3 separate regions of the Sus scrofa genome follow, and all the other regions are linked to region 1. A link is a contact called in public promoter capture Hi-C data. All regions are on one chromosome and are shown on one strand. The core of a region is the stretch at or near the end of the contact, and the rest is flanking DNA. Distances in the headings are between cores, read along the strand shown. Region 1 holds the start of FAM110B (protein FAM110B). Region 2 overlaps FAM110B (protein FAM110B). Region 3 overlaps FAM110B (protein FAM110B).

Region 1 (3,780 bases), core at 579-3,078:
AAATATCAAGACTGATGAAGGTAACTTTTATTGGAATAAATGATAACACAAAAACATCCATGGGGATAGTCCAGTTTAGACATGTTACTATCTTATCTCTGATTTTCTAACCACATCTTTTATTAATTTTTGGTTTGCAGAAGGACAATGTGAAAATATAAATTCTACCCTGGGTAACAGTAATACCCTAAATGATACCCTTAGTCCTATCACAAGGTAGGGCTTCCTGCTAAGTGACCTTCTCGGCATATAGTCTATTACAAAGAAGCAATTTATGTGACAGAAGCTACAACTCCTAATATTCAGAGCCTGGATCATTTGGGAATCTTTCACGGCTTCACCAGTGAGTATTTTGGAAAGCAACCTAGCTCGAAATAGAATAAGCTAAAAAGATACTTTACCAGTGCCTTTCCTCCAAAGTCCAGAAATTTTGAAGGGTTTCCAGAGAGCAGCTGCCTGGAGGGGCTTGTTCCTGTCATCAGGATGCTACCTGTTTCTGTTGCTCTGTTGGTTTTCTTCTAGATTGGCTTTCTTCTCTAACAGGCTGCCTCCAGCTGCTGCAGGCTTACATGGTCTGGCCTTGAAAGAAAGCTGCCACACCAGTTCAGAAAAAGGACCCTCCCTCCACTAGGACCTGTGCCAGCCCCCTTCCCCTTAGTGCCAGGGAATGAGAGGCACTCTGATTGGCAGGCCTGGGTCACGTGCCCTTGTGATGGCAGAGACAGCGTGTATCACAAAACAGCAGGGAGCAATCCCCAAAAAGGAAGACACTGGGGCAAAGAAGTTAATTTTTTTTTTTTAAATAGACTTCTTTGGAGTGAGAGAAGCTGGTTCCATTTGCTATGGGAATGATGAAAAGGAACTTCATTTTGTAACATGATTTTGGGAGTTCATGGAGACCACAACAGAATCTGTGATCACATGGAATGCATTAGTATGCCAAAGGAAAGTTCCATTGAAAACCCAGGATCATGTCACTTTCTTAAAATGGTTCTCCTGTAAATAGCCAAAAATCCATTATGGGGAGCCTGAGTTTTATTTATGTGATAATTTCTGAACTAGAATGGAACAGAGTCACACAGTTCAAATACAGATGCTCTTTCTCAGAAAATGGGATGAGGGCAACTGTATTCCAAAGGTACTAAAGATATAAAATAAAGTTTTGCTACATATTTTACAGAAATACTTATGTTTGCATCTCATTCAAATTCAACCATTTTGATAAATATAGATTTTATCTTTTCGAATTCTTAGTTGCAAAAATTAAACTAGAATGGGTTTAATCTTCCTAAAACAATAAAACCCTCAAAACCCCAACCAAGTTACTAAGCAAATCTAAACAAAAAGCAATACCAAACCATGCTTTATGAGATGAATAAAGATGCATCCTCAAGGGTTTACTTAATTTTGAAACATCAGTTGGCCCATACTCTAGGGACTGTATATTGTGTTAGACATTTTTTTCTATGTTCTTCATCGTCTTCTTCAAACCTTTTTTAGACTCATAAATGTCTGCAGAAATTTAGTCTACAAATACCAAGACTGTCCATCTGAGTATATGAGTTAGTCAACAGAGAATGTCTTCAGGCACCAGGACCTTCTGGAGGGTTGACTGATGGGTTATCACTTTCACAAACAGGCTCCAGGTCTGGGGTTTCTTGGCAGTTGGGATCCAGCGATTCTCGCCTGGGGAGAGAGTGGGGGTGAGTTGGAGGTGGGGAGGGGGTTGGAGTGGGAGTGAGGGGCGGGGACGGGGTGGGGGAGGGGACTAGAAGTGGGGGTGCGGGAGGGGGTGGAGACAGGGGCGGAGCGCCCCGGGGGGCGTGCACACTCCTGGGGACACGCGCTCTGGGCGCCGGCACCGCGCTCCGAGTTCCCTCCCTCGCTCTCTGGCGAAGGCAGCCCGAGCCCTCCCACTCTGTGCAGCCCGAGCTGCCGCGGCCGCCGCCAGTCCGGCCCTCCGCCGCCCGCGTCCCGCGCCCCCTCGGCAGTCCCCGTCCTCGCTCCGCCCTCCAGCAGCCCCGGCGGCCCGGCCCTCGTCCCTCGCCGGCCCGGACTCTCCCTCCACGCCGTTCGCCGGAGCCCGGCGCCCTGCTCGGGCCGCACCGCTCGCGGCCCGGAGCGCGGCCGAGGTAAGACTGGGCCGGGGGCCGGGGAGGGATGGCCGGGGCCTGTCGGGGACCTGGTCGGGGGAGCCGCACCGCGCCGCGCCCCGATCGCGGACAATGCCGACGCCGCGCGCGGCCGCAGAGTTGTCGGGTCCGCCCCTGCCGCCTCCCGGCGGCCTGGGTGTCGGTTCCTCTGGGCCCGGGGGCCGCATGGCCCGGACCGACCCGGGCCGGTGTTTCGGGCCGCGAGCCGGAGCGCGGGACCACTGCCCTGCCCGCGCCCCCCGGGCCCTGGATGGGGGCCCCGGAGCGGCGGGGAGGCCGAGCAGGGGATGGGCGTGCGTGGCGAGGTTGGGGGGTTCCCACGGAAGAGGGGGGGTCGGCGAGGGCTGGGGACCCACCGGGCCGGGGCTCCTCGAGTGGCCTCTCAGCTCGGGTGCCGAGTCTTAGGTAGCCTGTAATCGCTGGCGGAGAATTCTTGCAAGAAATGCAGATTCAGAGGCTCCGAAAGTTTGTTTTTGGTTCCTCCCTCCAGCTCCATCCATGGTCTCAGTTGTCTGGACTTTCTTTGAAAGCGGAGGGAATTGAAACAGAATTAAATTGTCCTCAGCTCACTCGTGTCCCCACCACCCCCACGGAACTCGGAACTTGGCCGCAGGGCGGTTGCGGGTTGCGGGAAGGCGCGGAGCCCGCTGCTCAGCCAGGAGCTGCAATGTCCCTGGCAGTGACAGCTCTCCCTCCATGCAGGCTGGTGGGGAAGCGGCAGGAACTTTGCTGCACGCTTAAATCACTCGGCAAAGTGGAAAGCCAGCACCTGGTGCCCTGCTTTTTTTAACCCTTTCAAGTTGGTGTTTAGATTTATTGAGCCATAAAAATAAGCAGGCTTTCTTTCCCGCTCGAGATACAAGCTAACTTCGCATTTTTTACTGTGCGAAATCTGGCACGCATCTGTGACAACATTGCGTGGCTGGCGTCGTAAGGACTACACACGGGTCTGATTTTGAGGATTTTGAGAAGGGGAACAGGATAGTAAAATAAGCATATTTGCGGTATAAATGGTATGACTTCCGTTTTCTCTGTTTCCCTTGTTGGCTGTAAAGCTATTTATTTAGCCTTTCCCCCCCAATTTACACTTAGAGTCATTCCATGGGAAATACTTGTACGTATGTATTTTGTGACATGGCCACCTCTGGTCATTCAGATGAGCTATTAATTAAGGTTATTTTGACAAAGGGGTGAGTTAATGGTAAGCCAGAGTTCTTCCTGGGGTGACATTCCAGTTGCTTTACCCTCTAGTATTTAATCTGTGGTGTTACCGTCCATGGTATTTTGTCAACACGGTAATCTGCAGAGTTTAGAATAGTACCTGCAACACCCCCCCTAGGTAAGTAGCCGCTGGTTTTCTTTTTAATTTTTATTGTCAGTCCATGTGTTTTTTTTTTGTTTTGTTTTTTTTTTTTTTTTTTTTTTTTTTCTGTTTGGAAAATGGTTGTCTGGGTTTTTTTTTTGTTTTTTTTTTTTTTTTTTTTTTTCATCCCAGGTCTTTCCAGTCATGGTCGGTTTTAAGTCTGTGGTTTACTCTTAGAGCATTGAGGTTGGGTCGTTTTGCTTATGAGTGAGGAGCTGTTCTGTGTATTCTTATGTACTGTGTCTAGCGGATCTGTGAAGACAG
Region 2 (3,780 bases), core at 491-2,990, 120 kb after region 1:
TGATTTTTTTTGCTGTTGTTGTTCTCATTCTCAATTTCATTTTAGTTGTCTTTTTTTTTTGAGGGGAGTGTCTTTTTTTAGGGCTGCACCTGCAGCATATGTAGGTTCCCAGGCTAGGGGTCCAATCAGAGCTATAGCTGCTGGCCTACACCACAGCCACAGCAACGCCAGATATGAGCCACGTCCGCGACCTACACCACAGCTCATGGCAACACCAGATCCTTAACCCACAGAGCAAGGCCAGGGATCAAACCTACGTCCTCATGGATGCTAGTCGGGTTCGTTAACCACTGAGCCATGACAGGACTGCTTCGTTTAATTGTCTTAAATAAGAGAAAGGCATTTTAAAAGAAACCTGTAACATTTTTTTTTTTTAAGAATGGACTGACTTACACATAAAATGAAGCACGTGTGAAGGAGTTTTCTAAGTGACCTTGGAGAATGTCATCAAGGGCAGCAGGCTCCATCCCAGCCTGAGACGTGCCCAGCTCTTTCTCATACCACCCTTAGGTTTGATTTCATTTTTTTTTAATAATGGCTTTATTACTTACTCTAGGCTGTTTTGTTCACACAACTGTTGGCTTTGACATTTGAAACCGCATATTTTCTTTGTAACTCCAATAAAAATGGGGTCAGGTGTCATGTGAATGACCTTGGAGACAGAAGCAACCAAGTCAACCCACTTTGACAGGAAGAGGCCCCACGCTCTCACTTGAGGGCAGCGGAATCATTTGAAGACAAAAGATCATTCAGTTACAGTAAAGCTTGAAATCGAACGATGGGGTTTATCGGTGCCAAGCGTTGGCCCGAGGATGAAACGGAGTAACAGCTCTTGGTGACTGAGTGGGCGTGATGCCCAGCTCCACGCTCAGCCCTTCGCTGCCTTCCCTCGCCGAATCCTCACCTCAGGCCCAGGAAGTGTAGGAGCATCAGGGTCAGCGCTATCAGGAGGAAGCAGGCATGCGGAGCTCCAGTGACTTGCCCTGGGCTGGTCACAGAGCTGTGAATGGCCAGACTCCGCAGAGCAAAAGCAGTTGACCTTGACCCCTGGACCTGGCTCTGGACTGGGGGGCTCCGGGTGAGCAGGCAGACAACTTTTTTTTTTTTTTTTTTTAATTTTGGGCCACATTTACAGCATATGGAAGTTCCCAGGCTATGGGTCATATCTCAGCTGCAGCTGCCAGCCTACGTCACAGCCACAGCAATACCAGACCCGAACCATGTCTGTGAGCTACGCCACAACTTGTGGCAGTGCCAAATCCTTAACCCACTGAGCGAGGCCAAGGATCGAACCCACATTCTCATGGGTACTAGTCAGGTTCGTTACCTGAGCCACCACGGGAACTCCCAAACAGATCTTAAAGGACACTATAGGGACCCAGCCTGCTTTTTGGCCCAGATTCATTAGGGGAGAACAGGCGAGCGTCCTCTTTTTCTCAGGCCCTCAGAATTCACCCTGAATTCTCTCTTCCGTCTCTAGGAGGAAATCTCAGACAAGACCTGTAACCTCTTCAGTTTTAAATAATTCACAGTCCTCAGATCAGTTGCAGGCGTGAAAGTCTGGAAACCTCCCACCTCCCATCTGGTACCTACTGGCCTCTTCCTCTCCCAGCCCAGGCCTGGCAGCCTCCCTGGAGGAGGGGACTTATCAAACCTCGTGGCCCCGGCTCCTTCCCTGCTCAGTGTCAGGTGTCACTTCTAACCTGGGGCAGACCCCTGGGGGTGGAGGATATGCGGTGGAAGATGACAGGCCCTCTCCTTGGCTCTGACGCCTGTTATCTAGACTTGGGGAGCCCAGAGCTGCTTCTCTTGGGGAGCTTTTGGGTTCCCTGGGGGCAACCGCAGGTCTTCCACCTCTGGGGGTGCTCACAGCCTTCCCCTCAGAGCAGGGCTCTTTGGGAGGAGTTTCTTTTAAGATAAGCTCAGACCGCCTTTCCCCAAGGTCACAGGTGGGCCTGGAACCCCAAAGGCTTGTACTCGTGGACACACAGCTTCTCCGGCCTGTGTCGTAGGGCAGGGTCCAGCATACTCAGTCCTGAGGCCTCTGAGACTGGAGCTCCAGGCCAGCCTCCATCAGCTCCAGGACACCTGGGAGCTCCCGGGGGGTGGGGAAAGGTCCTGAGCCCACTTAGCCGCTTTGAGATGTGGGTGGGCACACAGGCCACGGTTCAAACCTCAGCTAGGAGCCAAGAGCAGAAACGGCCCTGATCCATCCCCGTAGGCCTGGCTGTCTCCCACCTCCTTCCTTGCTCTCCTGAAGTCACAGGAAAGCTTGCAGGTAGCAATTCGTACCCCCGTCCACCCTTACCTCCAGGCTAGCTCGGCTCATAGCGCCCCCTGGAGGCTGTTACTATAACACAGGCATGGTTGTCAATTATTTTCTCACTGTCAGCAAAACACGGCCCCTGTGCTGCTCACTGGGTACCTTGGTCATTCCCAGGAGAGCCAGGGAGGGGAACAGGGGGGCTTTCCTCCTTGGTCCATACTCATGAAGGCCACAGGAGTCAGAGTTGACCTCTCGGCCTCTCTTCACTATTCCAACCTACGTTTCTATCCTTTGTACAGAATGGATGTGTCCAAAAAAAACCAAGCCAAAACAAAACAAAAAACAAGGCTTAAAAGGCCCGCTGGAAAACCGGAGAAATGGTTTACGGAAGAGGTGGACAATGAGAACAAAGTCATGCAAACGGAGGGCGAGGATTTTTTATATAGATTACATATGAAGACCTCCTCTAGCCCATGGAAAGAGTAAGCTGAAAAATGAGGATACTGGAATCAAAAGTTTAAATGATTGTTAGGACAAGCCCGTGGTTTCCAAGAATCTACAAAGTGATAGAATTGTTGGCGAGAAGATTCTTTCGCCTGCGTGGAGGTGATTGCTGACGGCAGCGCTGAGGTCAGAAAAGAGAAGACCCGGCCGTCAGAATTACAGATGAGGGATTTCACCAGGGGTTGGAAGGAGGCCCGTCATCCGGAAACCGAAGAAGTACCAGTCCTGGACCAAGCCGGTGGTTTCGACTTCACGCTTCCAGATGTGCGGCCCTGGGATTTCTTCATGCCAGTTCTCTGTGGGCAAATGCCATCTCTGTTGGACACAAGCTGTTGCTACGCCTCCTTTACCTTTTTCACTTTTGCCATTCCCCCTCTTGCCTTCTTTCCAAGTTATTTTCACAACGTAAATGGAGTTAATAAAGTGGATCATGTTAGGAAGGGAAGGGAAAGGGGAAATGGTGAAAAACATGGCCTGTTCATTAAAATGGACAAGTTAACGACTTCCACATGCGATGCTGTGGCTTCCTTAACCCGCAAAACTGAGCAGTTAATTGAGGAACACATTTTGTTTCTAAATATAGCTTTTGCGTTGACCGCGATGTGGTTAACTGTTTGTGACCATATGTATGAAGGAGATGACACGTTCCGAGAGGCCCTCCTGGTGACCGTCTGTCATCCCAGGCGGAGGCGGGCAGATGCTGCGATGGGCACAGCTGGTTAGGAGGGGTCTGGCTCAAGCCTGGGCTGCAGAGGAGGGAGGGGAGAGGATTAGCCAAGAGTGCGTGGCGCTTCTCCCGAGAGAGTCAGCAGGAAGCCTGGACAGTCCCTCACAGCCCCTGCACCCTCCGCCAGTCCCGCTGGACTTTCAGCCCAGGGCAGGCCTTAAACATCTTTTGAAATTGTCCACACTCCTCTGCATCCCAGAAACACCCTCCTCAGAGCGCAGCATGAATGAGAAGTGCCCGTGTGCCCTTATTGAACGTCCCCCATTCCCTTGGATCGGTAGTA
Region 3 (3,780 bases), core at 501-3,000, 83 kb after region 1:
GAAAATAGCAGCACCTTCTCTGGAGGGTGAAACAGACCCACTGACAGCAAGAAGCCCAAGCAGAACCTGGATCCACATCCCACTGGCTCATGAGGCCCAGTTCAGACTCCCTCTCCTGTTGGAGACTTTTCTTATCCCCAAACCTGCATTTATTCGGAATTTACATTCTGTGCACTCATAGTCCCCTTTGGCTCTGAGGCTCTCAGGTACTTTTTTTCATTCTCTCAGGACCTAAAGGCACTTATCACACTGTGGCTTGTGTCACAGGAAGTTGCTTCTGCCCGTTTCTAGTAGACTGTCAGCAATGTGAGGGTGGGAATTATGTCTTGCGTCTGTGTCTTTTGAATCCAGCACAGAATCTCACAAACGGTAGAGGCCTAAGGACAGTTTGAGGCTTTAATGGGACTGAAGGATGCCCTGTGCCTGGAAAGGACAGTCATCGGCTTCTCCTCTGCTGTTTTACAAGTGTGGCAGCAGCATCTGTGGCAACAGGACATGGCAGTGTGGGGGTTAACAAGGCCAGCAGCTGGGCACCTGTCCCTGTTATGTAATGTGCTGCAATCTGCTTTTGTGGAGCTCTTTATCCCTTGCTGCATTCCTTGAGCACCACCAGTTTGCGCACACGGTGTTGGTGTCCGTCAGCTGTGTATGGGGCTCACTTTGCAGCTGAAACTTCAGCCCGTCCAAGGGGGCCTCCACAAGTGTGAGGCCTCTCGGAGTCAGCTGCCTCATTTGGAGCCTCAGGGAGAGCACCCCTCTCTGACTCTTAGCATCCTTTGGTCACTAAGCATTCCGATAACAGGTGCTCAGTACGATGAAGGAAAACCTCATAAACCGGTGACTTAAAATCTCCCATTAAGAGACAGGAAATTAAGAAGACATTTTATGCCAAATCTGCAGCATTTTAGGGTTTCTCATTGTACCTTAGTAATGATACTTGACAAAAGGCCTGTCTTGCAGTGAATCTTATTCATCTTAACTACAACTCTGTTTCAAAGCACTTTTTGATAATTAGACATTTGCATCCGATCGCTCTCTTACTCTTAAGACTACTGAAGCCTGGTTCTGAAGTGCCATGTAAAGTGTTCTTAAATTTTAAACTGGTAAGTAGCCACTTTATTGGCACTTGGCTCGTTTGTAAGTAGGATGGTCACGTGCTTCTGAGGGTACCTCGTCGAGAGCGCTTCTCCTGATTCTCAGCTCGTGCGCTGTTGCTGTGATGTATAAAGCACTCCAGCTTTAGTGTCCCATCTCCTTCCTGGTCAGTAAGGGCAGGTGAAGCCCTAAGAGTGCATTTCATGGCCGGTGGGCTTCCCAGGGTGTGATTCGAGCCTGGCTTTGTCTGTCCGGCTGGGTGCAGATCTGCCCAAGTGACCATCTGGTGTGCTGGTGTTTCTCAGACTTCGGAAGTAATTTTTTTTTCTTCCCTACTTAGATACCCTATTCTTTGGGTGAATTGGATTTACTGAAAGTTTCTCTGAACCACAGGATCCCCTTCAGGCAGGTTTATCAGAAGGTGGCCCTGAGGAGGCCAGGGCTGTCCGTCACCCCATCCTCAGCTGGGGCCCTGACGGGTCCCCTTCCCGCCCGCAGTTCAGGTCACGGACTTGGTTCCCAGCCCTTGGATTTCAGGCTGCTGATCAGCAGCAGCAATTTGCTTTTTGGGTACAGACACACAGTTTACATAGGGCCTTCACTTCACCAGCCTTGAGGGTGGGGAATTCTTATCTCAGCTTTGCAGACAAGGCAGCAGACGCCTGGGAGACAGGACTTTGCAAAGTTGCAAGGCTCACACCGGAAAGCCCGGACACAGCCCTTCTAACTCTTGCCACATCCCGGTTCCACATCGAGACCTCTGCCGGGACCAGCACCTCCTGAGCCCAATAGTAGAATGAATGACCTCGTCTTCGTCGGTGACTTTTAGGCTCTTTCTCTGCAAGTACTGGGGGTGTCCTTGTTGGGGGGCGTCGAGGTTCGAGGCTCTGCTCCAGCCCTGACCCTCTGGATCTGCCGTTTTACACATCGATGTTCCCATGACCTTTATGTGAGGGCAAGTTTCTGCAGCTAAAACGTGCTTCAAAGACGAACGGAACTCCAAGGTTCTCATCCAGCCTAAGCCCTGACCTCCAGGAGACAATGCCAGTTTTTTGGTTTTTTTGTTTTTTTTGTCTTTTTGCCATTTCTTTGCGCCGCTTCCGCGGCATATGGAGGTTCCCAGGCTAGGGGTCTAATCAGAGCTGTAGCCACCGGCCTGCGCCAGAGCCACAGCAACACAGGATCCGAGCCGCATCTGCAACCTACACCACAGCTCACGGCGACGCCAGATCGTTAACCCACTGAGCAAGGGCAGGGACCGAACCCACAACCTCATGGTTCCTAGTCGGATTCGTTAACCACTGCACCACGACGGGAACTCCAATGCCAGTTTTTAAAAAACCAGTGAAATTAATATAAACCAGAGTCAGCTGTCAATGGAAAAATGATTTGGCTTACACAAATACTCTGCAGCTGCCCAAAAATGTACCCATGAGATGAAGCCAGGAGACTTTCCTCAAAGGGAGAGTCCATTCCCGCATCTCAGGACCGGACACCCCGTCCCAAGCCGGTCCCTCCCTCCTGGGGCTCTGCCGCCCTCCTCTCCTACTGGGGTCTGCTCTGCACATGCCAGACAGCGCCGGCTGGACTTGAAGCATCAGGTCGCTCCCTGCTCACCAGCATTCACTGGCTGCCATCACTTTCCAGGTCAGGTTCAGGCTCCATCACTTGGATTAAAGATTCCCTGCAGGGAGTTCCCGTCGTGGCGCAGTGGTTAACGAATCCGACTAGGAACCATGAGGTTGCGGGTTCGGTCCCTGCCCTTGCTCAGTGGGTTAACGATCCGGCGTTGCCATGAGCTGCGGTGTAGGTTGCAGATGCGGCTCAGATCCCGTGTTGCTGTGGCTCTGGCGTAGGCCAGCGGCTACAGCTCTGATTCAACCCCTAGCCTGGGAACCTCCATATGCCGCGGGAGCGGCCCAAGAAATAGCAAAAAGACAAAAAAAAAAAAAAAAAAGATTCCCTGCAGCGGTCTGTCTGCCTCTCCTGCTCTCTTCCTCCCTCACAAGGTTTCACTGTAGGGTCATGAAAGGGCCCACAAACCCTTGTGAATGCCAGGTGCTCTCTGCCCTTGGCCTTGGGCGTGTACTGCTCCTGCACCTGGCACTCAGCTGCAGGGGTCCACTCAGACGTCCATCCTTTCTTCGGGATGGCTTCCTTTCTTCCTTGGGTCTGAGAGTTAGTCCCGCCCACGCCTCCCCCATGGCTCCTGTGCCTTCATCTCTGCCTGAAGCAGACCCTTTCCCTTCAGATGGTGTCACTTCACTCTCATCTGTCATCTCAGCTGCAGCACAGATTTCTGTATCCCTCCTGGTCAGAACAGCACCTGGCTTCTAGGAGCAGCCCTGTCACTGCTTGCTAATTAAATGCAAAAGTAAATCATATTAGGGCATCCATTTTAAGAAATGCACAGAGCATAAGAGTTCTCATTGTGGCTCAGTGGGTTAAGAATCCAACTAGTATCCATGAGGAGGCAGGTTTGATCCCTGGCCTCACTCAGTGGGTTAAGGATTCAGCATTGCTACAAATTCCGTCGTAAGTCACAGATGCAGCTCAGATCCAGCGTAGCTGCAGTTCCAATTCGACCCCTGGCCTGGGAACTTCCATATGCCATAGATACAGCCGTAAAAAATAAAAAAAGAAATAAAAGACATGCACAGAATATAAAATAGGTCTTTGCTTTAC

The links. Promoter capture Hi-C pulls out the DNA fragments that hold promoters and counts their contacts.
Region 2: a contact with region 1 is called in a promoter capture Hi-C map of fetal liver, with 2.7 times the contacts expected there. The contact joins the enhancer-like site here to the promoter of FAM110B in region 1. A contact is called at or near these places in 1 of 5 promoter capture datasets (fetal liver) and 6 of 47 Hi-C or Micro-C datasets (embryonic fibroblasts, epiblast stem cells, fetal liver and 3 more).
Region 3: a contact with region 1 is called in a promoter capture Hi-C map of fetal liver, with 2.6 times the contacts expected there. The contact joins the enhancer-like site here to the promoter of FAM110B in region 1. A contact is called at or near these places in 1 of 5 promoter capture datasets (fetal liver) and 5 of 47 Hi-C or Micro-C datasets (embryonic fibroblasts, fetal heart ventricle, fetal liver and 2 more).

What each region holds. Positions count from the first base shown.
Region 1 is chr4:74,744,036-74,747,815 of Sscrofa11.1, reverse strand. It overlaps FAM110B (protein FAM110B), which reads left to right and starts at 1,828. Exons shown (of 4, transcript XM_013988070.2): 1 at 1,828-2,132. It overlaps LOC110260291 (a long non-coding RNA gene), which reads right to left and starts at 2,637. Exons shown (of 2, transcript XR_002343316.1): 1 at 2,510-2,637; 2 at 1,226-1,686.
Region 2 is chr4:74,620,546-74,624,325 of Sscrofa11.1, reverse strand. All of the region lies in intron 3 of FAM110B (protein FAM110B), which reads left to right. Among named protein-coding and RNA genes, the nearest start is that of FAM110B, 120 kb to the left of the region's middle. Within about 2 kb of position 1,740, at least 2 of the 83 cell types and tissues checked have an H3K27ac peak or open chromatin away from gene starts, as enhancers often do. A contact at or near this core is called in fetal liver, where this site is marked.
Region 3 is chr4:74,660,666-74,664,445 of Sscrofa11.1, reverse strand. The region is part of intron 3 of FAM110B (protein FAM110B); the gene reads left to right. Among named protein-coding and RNA genes, the nearest start is that of FAM110B, 83 kb to the left of the region's middle. Within about 2 kb of position 1,750, at least 2 of the 83 cell types and tissues checked have an H3K27ac peak or open chromatin away from gene starts, as enhancers often do. A contact at or near this core is called in fetal liver, where this site is marked.